2 separate regions of the Oryctolagus cuniculus genome follow, and region 1 is linked to region 2. The links are chromatin contacts, called in public Hi-C maps. All regions are on one chromosome and are shown on one strand. Each heading gives the region's core, a stretch centred on a gene start, on an enhancer-like site or on the middle of the called end of the contact. The rest is flanking DNA. Distances are from core to core; before and after follow the strand shown.

Region 1 (7,749 bases), core at 3,621-6,120, 320 kb after region 2:
ACCTTCTAAGGGCAAACCCCTAACAAGTTGAAGACCTCCCACTGGGCTTGCCTCCCAGAAGCCATAATTAGAGCAAGTCTCCACCCTTAATCCAACCATCATTGACAATCCACTAACCATTAACATAAGATTTTGAGTTTTAACATCTGCACCAGTTTGGGGAGCCAAGTTCTGTCTAAACCATAATAAATGGATACATAAATTATGTGTTCACACAATGGAATATTATATGGGTGTAAAGATGAATGTCCTGCAACTTCGGAAGTCTTTGAAATATAGCTTTGATGAAAGATCGACTGCAGATTTTGTTTGTTGAATGTCTAAAACAACTGACACATGAAAGATGCAATCTCTAGAGGTATACATACACGTAGTAAAACTTGACACAGAAAGTAAGGAAATAAAGTAAAATTCAGGGAAGTGAAAAGCTCTTGACAAGGAGGTACAGGGAAGGGTCTGAAGGGTACACAGATACATTCTATGTCAAATTACGGGGTGTGGATTCTATATGTTCATTTTATTTTTACACTCTTTCTTGTGTGTGCTACATGCCTTCTTTAACATGTAGCAACACTTTAATAGAAAAGAAGAAATCATGGGATATTTGAGGAAGAAACAAGTTGGTCTGAAGTGTGCCAGGACTACACATGGTGAGAGAAAACACGTGGCTTTCGAAACAGAGAATACATAGGTGCTCTTATTCTATCTGGATCTGCTTCAGGCTTACAATACTTTGACAACTCATCCCCTGTCCTTTAGCTGACTTTGACCAGGTTCCTTGCTTCTCTGGACCTTAATTTTCCCAACTGAAAAAAAAATTGTTGGGCCTAGGTTGGATTGGTAAATGCATATACTGCTCCATTGTGTGCTCATGGTGGAGATGAATAGTTGACCACAACACTCATTCTCTCTTCGTTGGCAAGTGGCTTCCCAGTTGTTTTCAACATAGAATTTCACACATTTCAAGGAACACATCTATATTTCTAAAATTTTGTCTTAAAAGTCCCTTTAGAATTTCGCATTCTCTGTGTTCCCCCTCCCAATCTGTGTTTAATTTTCCTAATTGAGACTTCTTAGAAGGGAGGGACCACGTTTTATTTCCCTTGTACCACTTAGTCCTATTTTTTTGAGGTCGTTGGATACTAATGTTTCAGGAAAAACTGGCTTGCTGTAAAGTGGCATTTCCTAAACCTTTTGCACCATTCACATCCCAGATCAAAATATCAAAGAAACTTCCAGAATCCACTGAAAGGATGTTGCCTGTTTGTGCACCATATTCAGTGTGCTAGGGCCGTATCACAAAACACCAAGACACAGTTTCTGCTGGAGATTTGTAAAAAGGACAAGGGAACTTGTAGAAGCCATGTGCAAGAGTGAAAAGAAAAGATGAGCTCAAAATCGTGGTAAGAGAGTTTGTGGCATTATGGTTTGTATGGAACTAGTATGGGGGAACAAAGGTAACAGAAATCGTTATCAGACAGATTAAGACTTCTCTCTGTTGATTTTGTCAGCTCCATCTACAGGGAATGCAGTTCCTCATTGATTAACTTAAATGAAGGAACTGGTTTCTTTGATTCTTTGGTTCTAAAGCAATTGACTGAAAATGAAGTGAGCAAGAACTAAACTTAGAAGGGCATTTTACAACCAGGCACCGCACGCCCTCCAGTGGTAGCAAACCAGTAATTCAAGTGATCACTGAAAACCAATTTTTGCTTAAATCCAATCTTGGGAGTATTACTTTTTCTTTTGCTTCTATACATACTTTTTTTAAAATTATGGGATAATGAAAGGAGTGTTATGCAATATCATCAGTAAATAGAGTAGAATAGCAGAAATTAATCATCAAACTGATTTATTTAATGTTTTCATTTTACTGAGGAAGAGGCAGAGGGGCTAGGTTGATACCGTGACCTGCATGGTTTAGTTCTTAATTCAGGATATTGCTCCTTTTGTATGTTGGCTTCTGTGTAGCAGTGTTCTTTGGACATTTGCCATGGGTATAGCACTGTGTCGGTCATTGTTGGGGCAATAATTACAGTTATCAGCTACAGAGTTTTATTCTACCTAGGGAACTATTGTAGTTATTTATTTTCTTATTAATGCTTACCCCAACCTTATGAAATAGTATCATTATCCTTCTTCCGTAGAACACACTGAGGCTCACGATGGTAGGAAAGCCATTACCAAAAGACACAGACGTAAAGGCTATCTGTGTTCCTTCCCTCAATCATTTTCCGCTTAGTTAGAAAGGCAAGCTTGCTGCTCTTTGCTGGAAAGAAAGCTATTTCTCTTCTTACCTAATTTGTCTAGTGCACACAGATTTTGAGATAGGACACGAAGGACTGAGAAGGAAATGGGTTTACTGCGAGGATTTCTTTGCAATGTTGATGAACCGAACATCAGCACAGTAAGTTTCATCTCACATAACCACACCTCTACCAAAGTAGCATCTGCCCTCTCCAGTTTAAACATTCTACCATCTGCATCATTTGTACCCATCCTTTGTGGTTGTAAATCAGTTTCCCATTCCACCTTTGGAATCACCAGCCCTGGGAAGCAAAGGAACCAGGATGCTTACCTGTACTGTCATTTACAGATGAGAGAAATAGGAATGGTCAAAGGCTATACCTGGTTGGTGGTAGAGCTAGAATTAGAATGTAGACCTCTGGGCTCTGTCATGCTCACAAAGCATCTGGTATTGCAGATTTTTTCTCTCTGAGAAGGTCACAAAGACTTTGTTAGATGTGTTGCCTGCAAAAAAGACACGCGTAGTCTCTTGTGAAAAACCAAGTTTTCTAATCACAATAATTTCTTAAGACATCATTAGTTTTTATATATATTTATTTATAAAAAGAAAAAAACTTTGTGGATATCATATATCCAGTTTTTAAGAGCATATTGAGGGCCGGTGCTGTGGCGCAGTGGGTTAACACCCTGGCCTGAAGTGCCGGCATCCCATATGGGCGCTGGTTCAAGACCTGGCTGCTCCACTTCCTGTCCAGCTCTCTGCTAGGGCCCGGGAAAGCAGTAGAAGATGGTCCAAGTCCTTGGGCCCCTGCACCCATGTGGGAGACCTGGAAGAAGCTCCTGGCTCCTGGCTTCGGATCAGCACAGCTCCGGCCATTGCGGCCATCTGGGGAGTGAACCAGTGGATGGAAGACCTCTCTCTCTCTCTCTCTCTCTCTCTCTCTCTCTGCTTCTCCTCTCTCTGTGTAACTCTTTCAAATAAATAAATCTTTAAAAAAAAGAGCATAATGATATTTCTCACCCTACCTTCACTCCAACCCTCCCTCCACTTCTACCCTCCCTCATTCTTATTTTTCTGCTAATTTTTACAATGATATAGTTTCAATTTTCTTTAAAATCAAAAGCTTAACCCACCACTAAATACAAAATTCAGCATTTTGAAAAAGATTTATTCATTTTATTTATTTGAAAGGCAAAGTTACAGTGAAAGAGAGGGAGAAACAGAGAGAGTTCTTCCATCCACTGGTTCACTCCGTAAATAGCCACGATGGCTGGTGCTGGGCCAGCCCAAAACCAGCAGTCAGGAACTTCCTCTGGGTTTCCCCCGTGAGTGCAAGCGTCCAAGCACTTGAGCCATCCTTCACCGCTTTCCCAGGTGCGCTAGCAGGGAGCTGGATTGGAAGTAGAGCAGTCAGAACTTGAACCAGTGCCCACAGGGGATGTTGGTGTTGCAGGTGTAGGCTTAACTCACTATGCCACAATGCTGTCCCCATGAGTTCATTAATATTTTGATAGTGATTCTCTTCTGTTACGTTGATTTTTTGTTTGACTCAAGTCACACAGAGCCACCTGATTTGAGGATATAATTCATTTGCCATTAAAATTACACAAATATTCATTTTTGTTTTTAGAAAATGAAATTGTAAAGATGGAGGCTATTTTCTAGTTATTTTCCCCTGGCTCCTATTTTATAGTTTCCCAATGATGGAATCTATTATGAAACAGGATTTCTTAGAAAATAAGGCAGGCTTCTTTTCTCCCTGGGAGTTGCTATATGAGCTGGTAACTGCTTCTTCAGACCTTTCTGATCAGGTAATGAGACATTTTCCAACTCAGAGAATGTCATAATTCAGTGGAAGTGATCATGAGTTTAGTTCATATCCTCAGGATACTTTTTGTGGCATTTGGTCCGAAATGTGCTGTGCATTGGTAATTTGGGAGCCAAAATATTCGAAGTCATGGAAACTGAAACCGAGAGCCTCTTTGAACTTGATTATGGTCTGTAGCATGGGAGAAGGCCATGGTGAGCTCTTGTGCATGAGGCTTCTTTGTACCCTCTCAGCCAGCCTTTTCTCCTCTCCCAGCACTTGCCCTGCACTGCCTCCAGCAAGAACAGGGCCCAGATGCTGTGTGGTTCTCCCACAGGGATAACCCGTGGCCTTCCTGTGCCACAGAAGCCTACCCAGGGTGAACAACAGGCCTGGAATGAATTCATTTATTAAGAAGGCTGGTGGGAAGTTGTAAACACAGCTGCTGACTGCTGGCTCTGCAGACCTGTCTGCATATGGCAAGTGAAGCAATACTGGGTGGTAACACAGCCTCATTGTCTGGGGTTTCCTTAACTGAACTTCATAGAATTCCCTTGGCAGGGCAGCCAACAGCAACATGGCAGTCTCTCCAGAGATACCCAGAGGCAGGATTCCTTTCGCCTGGTGTTTCTATCCACGGAGCCCATCTGATGATGACAGAGAGCCTTGGAGAAGGGGCAGGAGGAAGAAATAGTAACTTATTTAATAAGAGGACATGTTTTCCAGTGATTGAACACTTTTGTTTTTGCTGAGTTCCCAGTGGAGACAGCAGTTAAGCTTGTCAGCTGTCTTAGTAGTATTTGCTTATGCTTCTCCCCAAACTGGGCCTTGGCAGTTTTCTTCCTGGGAGAGACACATTCACACCTTAAGCAGATGAAATTGTCTGAAATGCAAGGTAGAAACTTACTTTCCAGAGATCCAGAGTCTAGAAAGTATTTCTCTATTTGCCTTTTCATATGAGCCCAAGCTTCGCCAGTCCCTATTTATAGATGAAGAAATGAAAGTTCAGAGAAGTTAAACAGTTTGCAGAAGGTTGAATGACAAGCCAAGTGGCAGGGCAAAACTTGCATGGAATCTTTACATCTCTGGAACGTGTGCTCAGTCCATGGCACCCTAAAAGCCACACCAGCTCGTCTGAGACAAGCAGGCACTCAGGTACTTGTTAGGGTGCTGGAACCCCAGGAGGCTTCTGGAACTAAAGCTCAGGCTTGCCGACCAACATTTCCTGCATCAATATTTGGATCAACACTCAAAGCTTGCTGACAGTGCGCTCTAGTAGCAGAAAAGGAAACACATGAGGCAGACTGTTTGTAAGGAAAAATGGGAGGAAAACAAGTGAGCTCACAGGCTGCCTGAAGATGATGGTGCTTTGATGAACACCTTCCTGCTCTAGGCAAAGTGTTTTACTTCATGCTTCAGAAGGCTTACAAAGTGTCCAGTGCTTTTGGAGTTTCTAAGGCTGGATTCTTTGAAGAATTCAACTTGACCAATATGCCCACTATGTTTCCGTGGTTTGCAAAGTACCATGGTAGAAGCTGCAGGTGGGGGTATCAGAAATGACTAAACCAGACCCTTGCTTTTGAGTTGCTCCCAGTCTTGTAGGAAACACTGACTGGTTGTAAACAGCTTTTTGCAACATGAGGCAGAGGAAGTAAGTGCCATAACCGAATGAATAATTGAGTGCTCTGTGAGCCGGAGGAGGGAAAACTCATTCCAGCAGAGATAATGGAAGACTTGAGGTGGAGGAGGGATTTGTGGCAGGCCTTGAAGGACAGCAGGATTTAGCTAGAAGAAATCAGGGGAAGAGTATTCTGGGCTCAGAGCCCAGAAGAGCAGGGGTTTATTTTCCATGTTCTATGTCACTCACCAGGGGATGACTGGGGAGGTGGAGAGGGGAGGGCGAGAGGGAGGTGAAGGACCTGGGAATAGCTGGGAGCAGAAGGAATGAGGCATAGAAAAAGGAAAGGGAGCCACTGAGGAGGGGTATTTTAACCCTTTTATGTTCAGGGACCTGGAAAAGGTTAGCCCTATCCCACCAGTCAATTCTCCTCCCATTGTCAAGGAAGGGAAGCTAAATGGGAATTTAGTTAGCTCTGTAAGATTCAGTAACCCTCAATGCACCGTTCTGGGGTAAAACATTGGCTTAATCTTGAAAAGTAAGTTGAGCTGACCATAAAGGAATGAAGTTGGAAATGAACAACTCAGGAATCCCTAGAGCATACGCAAACACATGGAGATTGAACAACATGCTCCTGAATGAACAATGGGTCATAGAAGAAATCAAAAGAGAAATCAAAAACTTTCTGGAAGTAAATGAGGATAACAGCACAACATACCAAAACTTATGGGACGCAGCAAAAGCAGTGTTAAGAGGAAAGTTTATATCAATAGGTGCCTACATCAAGAAATTGGAAAGGCACCAAATAGATGAGCTTTCTATTCACCTCAAGGATCTAGAAAACCTACAGCAAACCAGACCCAAATCTAGTAGGAGAAGAGAAATAATTAAAATCAGAGAAGAAATCAACAGGATTGAATCAAGAAAAACATTACAAAAAATCAGCCAAACGAGGAGCTGGTTTTTTGAAAAAATAAACAAAATTGACACCCCATTGGCCCAACTAACTAAAAAAAGAAGAGAAAAGACCCAAATCAATAAAATCAGAGATGAAAAAGGAAATGTAACAACAGACACCACAGAAATAAAAAGAATCATCAGAAATTACTACAAGGACTTGTATGCCAGCAAACAGGGAAACCTATCAGAAATGGATAGATTCCTGGACACATGCAACCTACCTAAATTGAACCAGGAAGACATCGAAAACCTAAACAGACCCATAACTGAGACAGAAATTGAAACAGTAATAAAGGCCCTCCCAACAAAGAAAAGCCCAGGACCAGATGGATTCACTGCTGAATTCTACCAGACATTTAAAGAAGAACTAACTCCAATTCTTCTCAAACTATTCAGAACAATTGAAGAAGAGGGAATCCTCCCAAATTCTTTCTATGAAGCCAGCATCACCTTAATTCCTAAGCCGGGAAAAGATGCAGCACTGAAAGAGAATTACAGACCAATATCCCTGATGAACATAGATGCAAAAATCCTCAATAAAATTCTCGCCAATAGAATTCAACAACACATCAGAAAGATCATCCACCCAGACCAAGTGGGATTTATCCCTGGTATGCAGGGATGGTTTAATGTGCGCAAGACAATCAATGTGATACACCACATTAACAGACTGCAGAAGAAAAACCATATGATTCTCTCAATAGATGCCGAGAAAGCATTTGATAAAATACAACACCCGTTCATGATGAAAACTCTAAGCAAACTGGGTTTGGAAGGAACATTCCTCAATACAATCAAAGCAATCTATGAAAAACCCACAGCCAACATCCTATTGAATGGGGAAAAGTTGGAAGCATTTCCACTGAGATCTGGGACCAGACAGGGATGTCCACTCTCACCACTGCTATTCAATATAGTTCTGGAGGTTCTAGCCAGAGCTATTAGGCAAGAAAAAGAAATTAAAGGGATACAAATTGGGAAGGAAGAACTCAAACTATCCCTCTTTGCAGATGACATGATTCTTTATTTAGGGGACCCAAAGAACTCTACCAAGAGACTATTGGAACTCATAGAAGAGTTTGGCAAAGTAGCAGGGTATAAAATCAATGCACAAAA
Region 2 (7,741 bases), core at 1,447-3,946:
TCCAGCTTCCTCGTAATGCACCTAGGAAGGCAGCAGGGAATGGCTCAAGTATTTGGGCTCCTTGCTACCCACATGGAAGGTTCAGATGGAGTTCCTGGTTCCTGGCTTCAAACTGACCCAGACCTAGCTATTGTAGCCATTTTGGGGATGAAAGATCTGTCTCTCTCTGCCTTTCAAATGAATAAGTAAATAAAGTCACAGGACAGTCTTGAATGGTATTTTTTATATATGTAAAATAATACTATATATTATTTAGGAATACGTATGAAAATAGGTATGGGAAATAATTATGAAGTAAAGTATTTCTCAGGGAGAGGAAAAAGGAAAACAATATGATTAGGGAGGGGTACAAAAGGAGTTTCAACCACAGTTTCTTGTTTTTTAAATATTTATTTTACTTATTTGAAAGGCAGAGTTAGAGAGGAGAGAGAGAAAGAAACAGAAAGAGATCTTCCACTTACTGGTTCACTCCCCAGATGGCTGCAACAGTATTATTTTTAATGCTAGCACACATAATATAGCAACTATAAGAAACAGGAACACTTTTGGAGACAGCATTGTGTCGTAGCAGGTAAAGCAACTACCTGCGATGCCAGCATCCCACAGGAGCACTGGTGAATCCTGGCTGCTCCACTTAGGATCCAGGTCCCTGCTAATGCACCTGGGAAAGCAGTGGAGGATGACCCAAACACTGTACCCACCTGAGAGACCTGGATGAAGCTCCTGGCTCCTGGCTTTGGCCTGGCCAAGTCCAGACCCTTGAGACATTTGGGGAGCGAACCAGGGGATGGAAGACCTCTCTGTCTCTGCTTCTCTCTGTAACTCTGCCTTTCAAATAAAATAAATCTTAAAAAAAAAAAAAAAAAAAAAAAAACTAACACTTTAGTAGACTTTACATTCTTTCTTCTTTATCTAAGACAACAGTTCCTGATCTTTTGTTTCGCGCAAGCTGCAAATTTGAACCCTCCTTTCTTATAGGAATTCATCTGAAAGACAATAAGGAATTTCTTCAACAAAATTTAGATTTCTCCTTTCTTCAAAATCTGAATCTCTTCTTTACTTAAGTTGCCAGCTATAAGATTTTATTCCTTGAAAGCAAAGAATAAAGTTCTTCACGTGTGGCTCATGAGCCTCCTATATCCTTCTCAGTTGATGTGCAGCAAAATGTTGATTCCTGGCTCTTAGGCAGGCCTACCAAATCAATCTGTATCTTAGATCAAGCTTTACATGAGTTTCTTATGCTCATACCTTGAAAGAAATGAATTATTTGGAAGATGCATAATTACTTACTACAGTTTATACTTGTCAGACAGCAGAAGAGAGTGATATACATAGCAAGCGAAACTGTCGTCTTTCAGTGTTCAAAAAGAAAGATCTTAACAGCATCAGTTAGAGAGAAACTAACTTTGTCTCCTCACTTCACTCACCCATGAAATTTGCTAGGAACTAATAGAAATGACTTAGTGGAAGCCGGTATAAGGAATGCTCCCAGATAAGGAGCAGGGCACCCAGTTGTTCTGTGATAATCGTAGGCAGAGCACACTATCTGAGAGCCCAGATCTCTTATCTGTGGAACCAGAGTGTTGTCCACCTGCCTTCAAGTTCTCTTTCAGAAGAAACTGGAAGTGAAGGCATGTCTTCATCTATTGACTTTCTATCTTGACTCTCTATAAACTTACAGTAGTCATGTGCCCAACCTCACATTATTTTTAAGGTAAACTCCTGAATATGCTGGTGATGGAAATAGTTCTCTTTAAACTCCTAGGTCTGCCTCACCAGATGACTGTCTAGGAGAGTGACATTTTAAAACTTTTCTTGCCGTGTTCATAAAACATGTCTACAATATAGGAAATGCTACTCAAAGGCATAGCAGAACACAGGAAAAGAGGACCCCATAAAGCAATATTTGGGAGAGATAATGACTCTGTGTTTGGTGGGCCACCAGGACTCAAGGTCCAACAAAGCAGAGACCTCTGATAATTACCGAACAACAAGGTTGTCACCGGCTTCTCAAGGGTAAAAACTTAGCGCTCAGTTTTGTTGTCTGGAGAATTTGTCCCTTGCTCAGAAACATCACCTCCTTTGACCCTTGCAACACTCCCGTGTTTAACGATTTTAAAGGAGTCTGCTTTGCATCGTGGATGATTGGTTGCTAAGATTTAGGCTACCAAGTGTACATCGAGATAGGTGTAAAGAACCTGGGGAAGTGCCGTGTTTTAATTTAGGGTATAACTAAGCCCCCAAGCTTTGTGTCAGATGAAGGGAAACGTTTTCCCTCCTCTTCAAAATCTTTTTTCCGTTTGCACAGCTCCCAGTGTCCTCGCCCTTTGGAACAGAGGAGAGTCATTTGAAACTTAACTGAATGCTGCAGGCAAGTTCTACTTTTCAGGTCATCCAATTTAAGAGATCTAATTTCTGCAGAGGGAAGAAAAAGAGGAGGTGGGGGAGGGAAAGAACAGAATCCTTGTCTTCCGATCTTCCTACCTTCAATCCACAACCTGCCACGCAAATCGAGCCAACTCAGGGATTTTTGCCTTCAACCACTACCACCACCACTACCTTGTCACTCACGCCCGAGACACACGCCCCTCTGGTCCCACTCTCGGCCAATGGCGGCTCCCCTCCCTGCATAGTAATGAGCTCGAGACCTTCCCGGGCCAATGGCGCTCCGGGAGAAGGGTTAGTTTTGCATGTACCTAAATGATTTGCATAACCCAGCGGCCGGGGGCTTGGGAACCGGAGCGTGCAACCCTAGAAGGGAAAAGGACGGGAAGAGCTGGAGCCGCGGCGGGGAGAGAGCGAGAAGAGTCTGGGTGTTTGTACGCGAGCCGAGGCGGGGGCTGGGACGAGGGGCCGGCATGGCTGAAGGCTGCGCTCCGCAACCTTGAAGAGCGGCAAGGCCGGGGCAAGCAGGCGGGTGCGATGGCAGCGCGCGGCCCCCGCAGCTGCGCCGGGCCGGGCGGGCTGGCCTGAGCCGCCAGAGGAGCGGGGCTGCCTCTGCGCTTCCATGGAGCAGCGGGAAGGGCGAAACTCCGGAGCGCCGCGTCCCTGCGCTGCTGCGGCTGGCTGGTGAAGGCGCCGAGCCCGCGCGAATTGCCGAGGGAGAGAGCCCCCGCGCCAGCCCGCAGGCCGGCTGCCCGGGAGCGCCGGGGGGGCGTCGGAGGGCGGCCGAGCGAGCGGCGCCCGGGAGAGGCCGGCGCGGGAGGCGGCTGCAGCAATGCCGGGCCCGCTGGGGCTGCTCTGCTTCCTCGCCCTGGGGCTGCTCGGCTCGGCCGGGCCCAGCGGCGCGGCGCCGCCTCTCTGCGCGGCGCCCTGCAGCTGCGACGGCGACCGTCGGGTGGACTGCTCCGGGAAGGGGCTGACGGCCGTGCCCGAGGGGCTCAGCGCCTTCACCCAAGCGCTGTGAGTGCGGGCGACTGGGGCGCGAGAGGGAGGCTTTGCGGGGGCCGCTGCGGGATCCGGGCCGGCCGTGCCTGTCTGCCAACCCCCAGCGCCCTAGGGACTGGGGGGCGCCGCCACCTGTGTGGGGGTGCTGGCCACTCTCTCCAGTTCTGCGTGCGTGCTTTCCAAACTTTGCGGGTGCGGTGCGAGCCGCGAGCAGCTCTCTTGCCCAGCCTTTTCCGGCTCAGTCAGCCCCCCTACACACACACACACACACACACACACACACACACACACACACACACACACACACACACCCCACACTCAGGTGTGTCTGGGGCCAAGGCGGCATCTGGAGACGCTTGTCCCTGGCAACCTGCTCTCGCGGGTTCCTGCTCAGCAGGGTAGGTCTCGCCACTGGTGGGGGGCCAGGGCGCCGAGAACTTGGCCTGAGTGCACACCGAGGCACGTTTTCTGGGGACTCACCTGGGGACTCCCGGGCTCCGGCACGTGTGGAGAAAAAAACACCTGCATCGCAGTCCGCGCCAGTCTCCTTTCAGTTTGGCCCCATCCACGGAGTGCGACCTGGCACCTCGGCCCGGCTCCACTCCCGGGCTCACCCACAAAGATCCAGGGTTCTGGAGCACGCAGGGAGGCCAGGAGCCAAGAACGGGGAAATGACAGGCTTGTGCTGGTGAAAATACGCCTGTCCCCAGAGAGGCCTGTCCGAAGGAATGCTGACCCCAGGTGCAGGGTGTTGGGAGAGAAAGCCCGGGAGCATGTGTTCAGCCGCTGCGCGCACTGCAGGCGCCAGGTTTCTGCTGCACCCAACCAGCAAAAACTTCTCTGAAGCTGCTTGTGTTCCGGGGAGTCACTCAAAAGGCTCGGCCACTCGAGTGCTCCCTCCTCCAACGGGAACCTGAGCGCTTAGAGGTTTCCCTCCGAAAAGAATCTGACATAGGTGCTGGAGGTGGTGTTGGCAGATGCCGCCGATAGAGGAAGAATAGGGTGAGGGAGTGCAGGGCTTGTGTGCTCTTGTTCTTGTGTTGTGTGGCCAGTGCAGCGATTACATCAGGAGCTGGGACAGGACTGTTTGCAAGAGGAAGGGAGTCAGGGAGGCCCATGGGTAAAGGGAATTTCCTTTTCCCTTATTGCTACCGAAAGGGACCTCTTAGAAATAGACAGTCTCATTAAAAGCAGTAACAGCCCTGTGAAGAAATCCTTTCTATGCAGGCCAGGCTGTAGCTCCAGGTGGGTGGTGGCCAGGTGTTCTGCTTGCCCTCCCCGGGTGGCATTTTAGGCAGCATGGAGGCCTGTGGCCTTGGAATCTGTTTCGGTCCCCCCCTTCAGGTGTTAGGCATTTGAAGCCATTTTCCTTCAGCATGGTGAACTTTAACTTTCTCTCTCTCTCTCTCTCTCTCTCACACACACACACACACACACACACACACGTTAGCTTTGCAGTAAAGAGCATTTTGTTCACAAAGGGTCATTAAGTGACAATGAGGTGAGGGACTAGAAGATAGAGCCCCCCCACCTCAAAATCTTCTAGAAACATTTAGGGAATTGGTGCCAAGAGAGAGAGGTGCCTTTACCTGAACCTCTTTCAAGGCTCTCATATAATAGAGAAGCAGGATTTGAGTGTTTTGACTAGTGAGACCTTGTTTAGCAGCTTCCTTGAAATTTAGTAAACAGACTTACCTTGCCATATGAGGAAAAGAGCTTTCTTTATATTAGTACCTAAAACTGCAAAGAAATAGCACATTTTTGTGAGTGCATGCTCCTCCCTCTAGAGCACCAAGACAACTTCCTATGAGAACTCAGAAAGGGAGTGCTGTGCTGTATCTCCAACTCTGAGCTTCACGAAAGTTACTGCGAACAGATAGACACCAGTCCAGATGAGATTGCCTAGACCAGCATCAAGGCAGGCGGCACTTCCTGAGTTGCAGTGGTGAGCAAATGCGCTGTTTTCTTTGATTTGTGACCCAGAGGTAGCATGACAGTACATACCAGCCACTCCTTACTTCATCCTAATACTCCTCATCTCACCCTCAAAAGTATAAATTCCATGAGCAGCCTGCTTAAGAGTTTTCAAGGGCTGTCTGCTTGTATTTTACTCATGAGGAAACCAGTTAGTGTAGTGATTCTCCAAGCCGTGTCTGAGAAGGGGCAGGTGCTGCAGGTGTGCACACTCCAGTGGATCTTACACGATAGCTTGGCACCACCTGGAGTCTCTTTCCAAGGACGTCCAGGCTGCTCTTCCATCACAGCTGTAGTGAGTGAGCCACTGATACCAAGAAACTAATTCTCTGAGCCCTAACTTTTGATTCCCTGGTCTTCATTTCTGCAGCATATGCACCAAAGCGTGTTTAGTTAACCATAAAATTCAACATAAAAATAGAAATTAAAAAGTCAAAACTATAATTATTAATCTAAGTTCCTTATGCATCAAGGACTTGTTCATTGGTAGCACTTTCACTTCTCCATCCTACGTTGGATACCTGGGACTAACAGAGAACAGGGATTTTATTTTACGCAATTTGGAGTCCACACAGCTAGTACCCAGCAGGCATTTACAAAGCTGGAGTGAGTGAGTAAGTACGTAAGGCTTTACACTGAGGAGCAGAACTGGGATTTGGAACTCAGACACCATTCCCATGAAGGGCTGTCAAATCCAGCCTCCTCAGCACTCAGCCTTTTGTCCAGATTTGAGAAGGCCTCAGAGAGAGGGATACCTGCTTCTCCTTTAGGCTCGTTTAAACTTGTTCAGTCTAACCGTGCCTGTTACCTGCTGAAAGCTGCCTTCCCTGAGTCTGGGGACAGACTCAGATGTAATCCTCAGTGTTCTTGATGGGATTCCCACATTCACACCATTTGCTGCACCTGTAGGAATTATCTATGTTTTTGAACAGCAGTTTTCAATCTTATGTCACAATACACTGGCTTCTCACAGTTTACCCTGAGATGTGTGCTAGAAGGTAATCTTACTAAATCTAGGATTCCAACATTTATTTTAACAAAGGGGTTTGAAGTTATGCCTATGTTAAGAGGTACCAGTTACATTAATCAGTTATATTCCAAGATTAGGGGAGAAAGAGATGAAGTCACAGTGGTGATGGGGAGGAGATTGTGTGTTGTCCTTTGGTGTAACCAACGATACACCTGTGAAGGTTGAGATCCATAGACCTGGAGCACAAATTTTCACATCCTAGATATCCTTCGTGCCTAGTTCTAAGATTATAAAAGCTATTTCTGTGCCTTCATGAAGAGAGTAGTGGATCTGAGCCCTTAATGATAGTCCTTACCATGGCACTGAGTAATTGTGTGGCCTTGGGCAAGTCATTCCACTTTTGTGTTTGTGTGACAATTTCCTTATCTGAAAACTGAAACAATTGAATTCCGCTAGATTATCTCTAAGCTTGCCTTTTGCTTTCAGAAGTTCTCTGATTTTCTAATTCTCACGCAATTTTAGGATGACAGGTGATGATAATGTTGAGATCCTCTCATTAAAAGATCCCAGGAGAAGCAGAATCTTCTTTCAGTTGAAGTTACACAAGCCGGATTTTTACCACTCACTTGCAGGCGTCCTTCTTTGTGTTTAGAAGTGTGTGTTAGGAAATTTGCCATGGAGACTTGTTGCAGAATGCATGACTAGCTAAGGCGCTTTGCTAGGGTAGAATAGCCTTGCTTGTTTCCTGTGGGTATGGCTTAATGCTTGGAAAATAAAATCACTCTGTTTCAGTAATTTGGATACTGTACAAAAAGTTACCCAACATCCTCACTTCCACACGTAATTAGTCATAATCTCTCAAACCTTCACGGTGTGTGTATACTGTAGAGGAGCAGGTTATTGAACTTTTTATATAGGATTGATGATTACCTGGAAGGCCTTGAGGTGTTTTTTTCAAGAATCTGTTGCTTTTTCTTTTGGAAACGTCATCTCAGCTTCTCTAAGGTGTGTTTTCTCAGTATACCCTTCTCTTTTACTAGTATTGTCTGTAAGGATATTTTTATGTATCTTTAGATATTTGCTGTGTTTTCCCCCCTGCAGGTCAGGTCAGTAATCGGTAATTAAGTGTTTATTGATAGAAGAGTTTTGATATCTTTTCATTTCTGAATTATCCATAAATTTCAGGGCAAATTTAGTTTGTGTAGGGTGTGTATCCTTCCAGAGTTTTTATATCCAGGTGAACTTTGATCAAAACACAGATAATATATGAAAATCTGTAAGTATAGTTTGTTGGATAAACTAGTGAAGCACTGAATTTGAATTCTCTTTAAAAATCAGAGAGGAAAGAGGCTTCTGCAGGAATATGGAGACCAGCTCTGTCAATAATTCACAGGAGTGACCTTGAGTGAG

What was found. Hi-C and Micro-C count contacts between places; a contact is called where the count stands out from the background.
Region 1: a contact with region 2 is called in a Hi-C map of liver, with 9 times the contacts expected there. The contact joins the enhancer-like site here to the promoter of LGR4 in region 2. A contact is called at or near these places in 5 of 6 Hi-C or Micro-C datasets (embryonic fibroblasts, liver, psoas muscle and 2 more).

What each region holds. Positions count from the first base shown.
Region 1 is chr1:39,221,406-39,229,154 of mOryCun1.1, forward strand. No RefSeq gene overlaps it. Among named protein-coding and RNA genes, the nearest start is that of BBOX1, 140 kb to the right of the region's middle. Within about 2 kb of position 4,871, at least 1 of the 8 cell types and tissues checked has an H3K27ac peak or open chromatin away from gene starts, as enhancers often do.
Region 2 is chr1:38,905,678-38,913,418 of mOryCun1.1, forward strand. LGR4 (leucine rich repeat containing G protein-coupled receptor 4) reads left to right here and starts at 2,697. Exons shown (of 17, transcript XM_017345627.3): 1 at 2,697-3,402. The coding sequence starts at 3,218. It also overlaps a transcript of LOC103351120 not described here.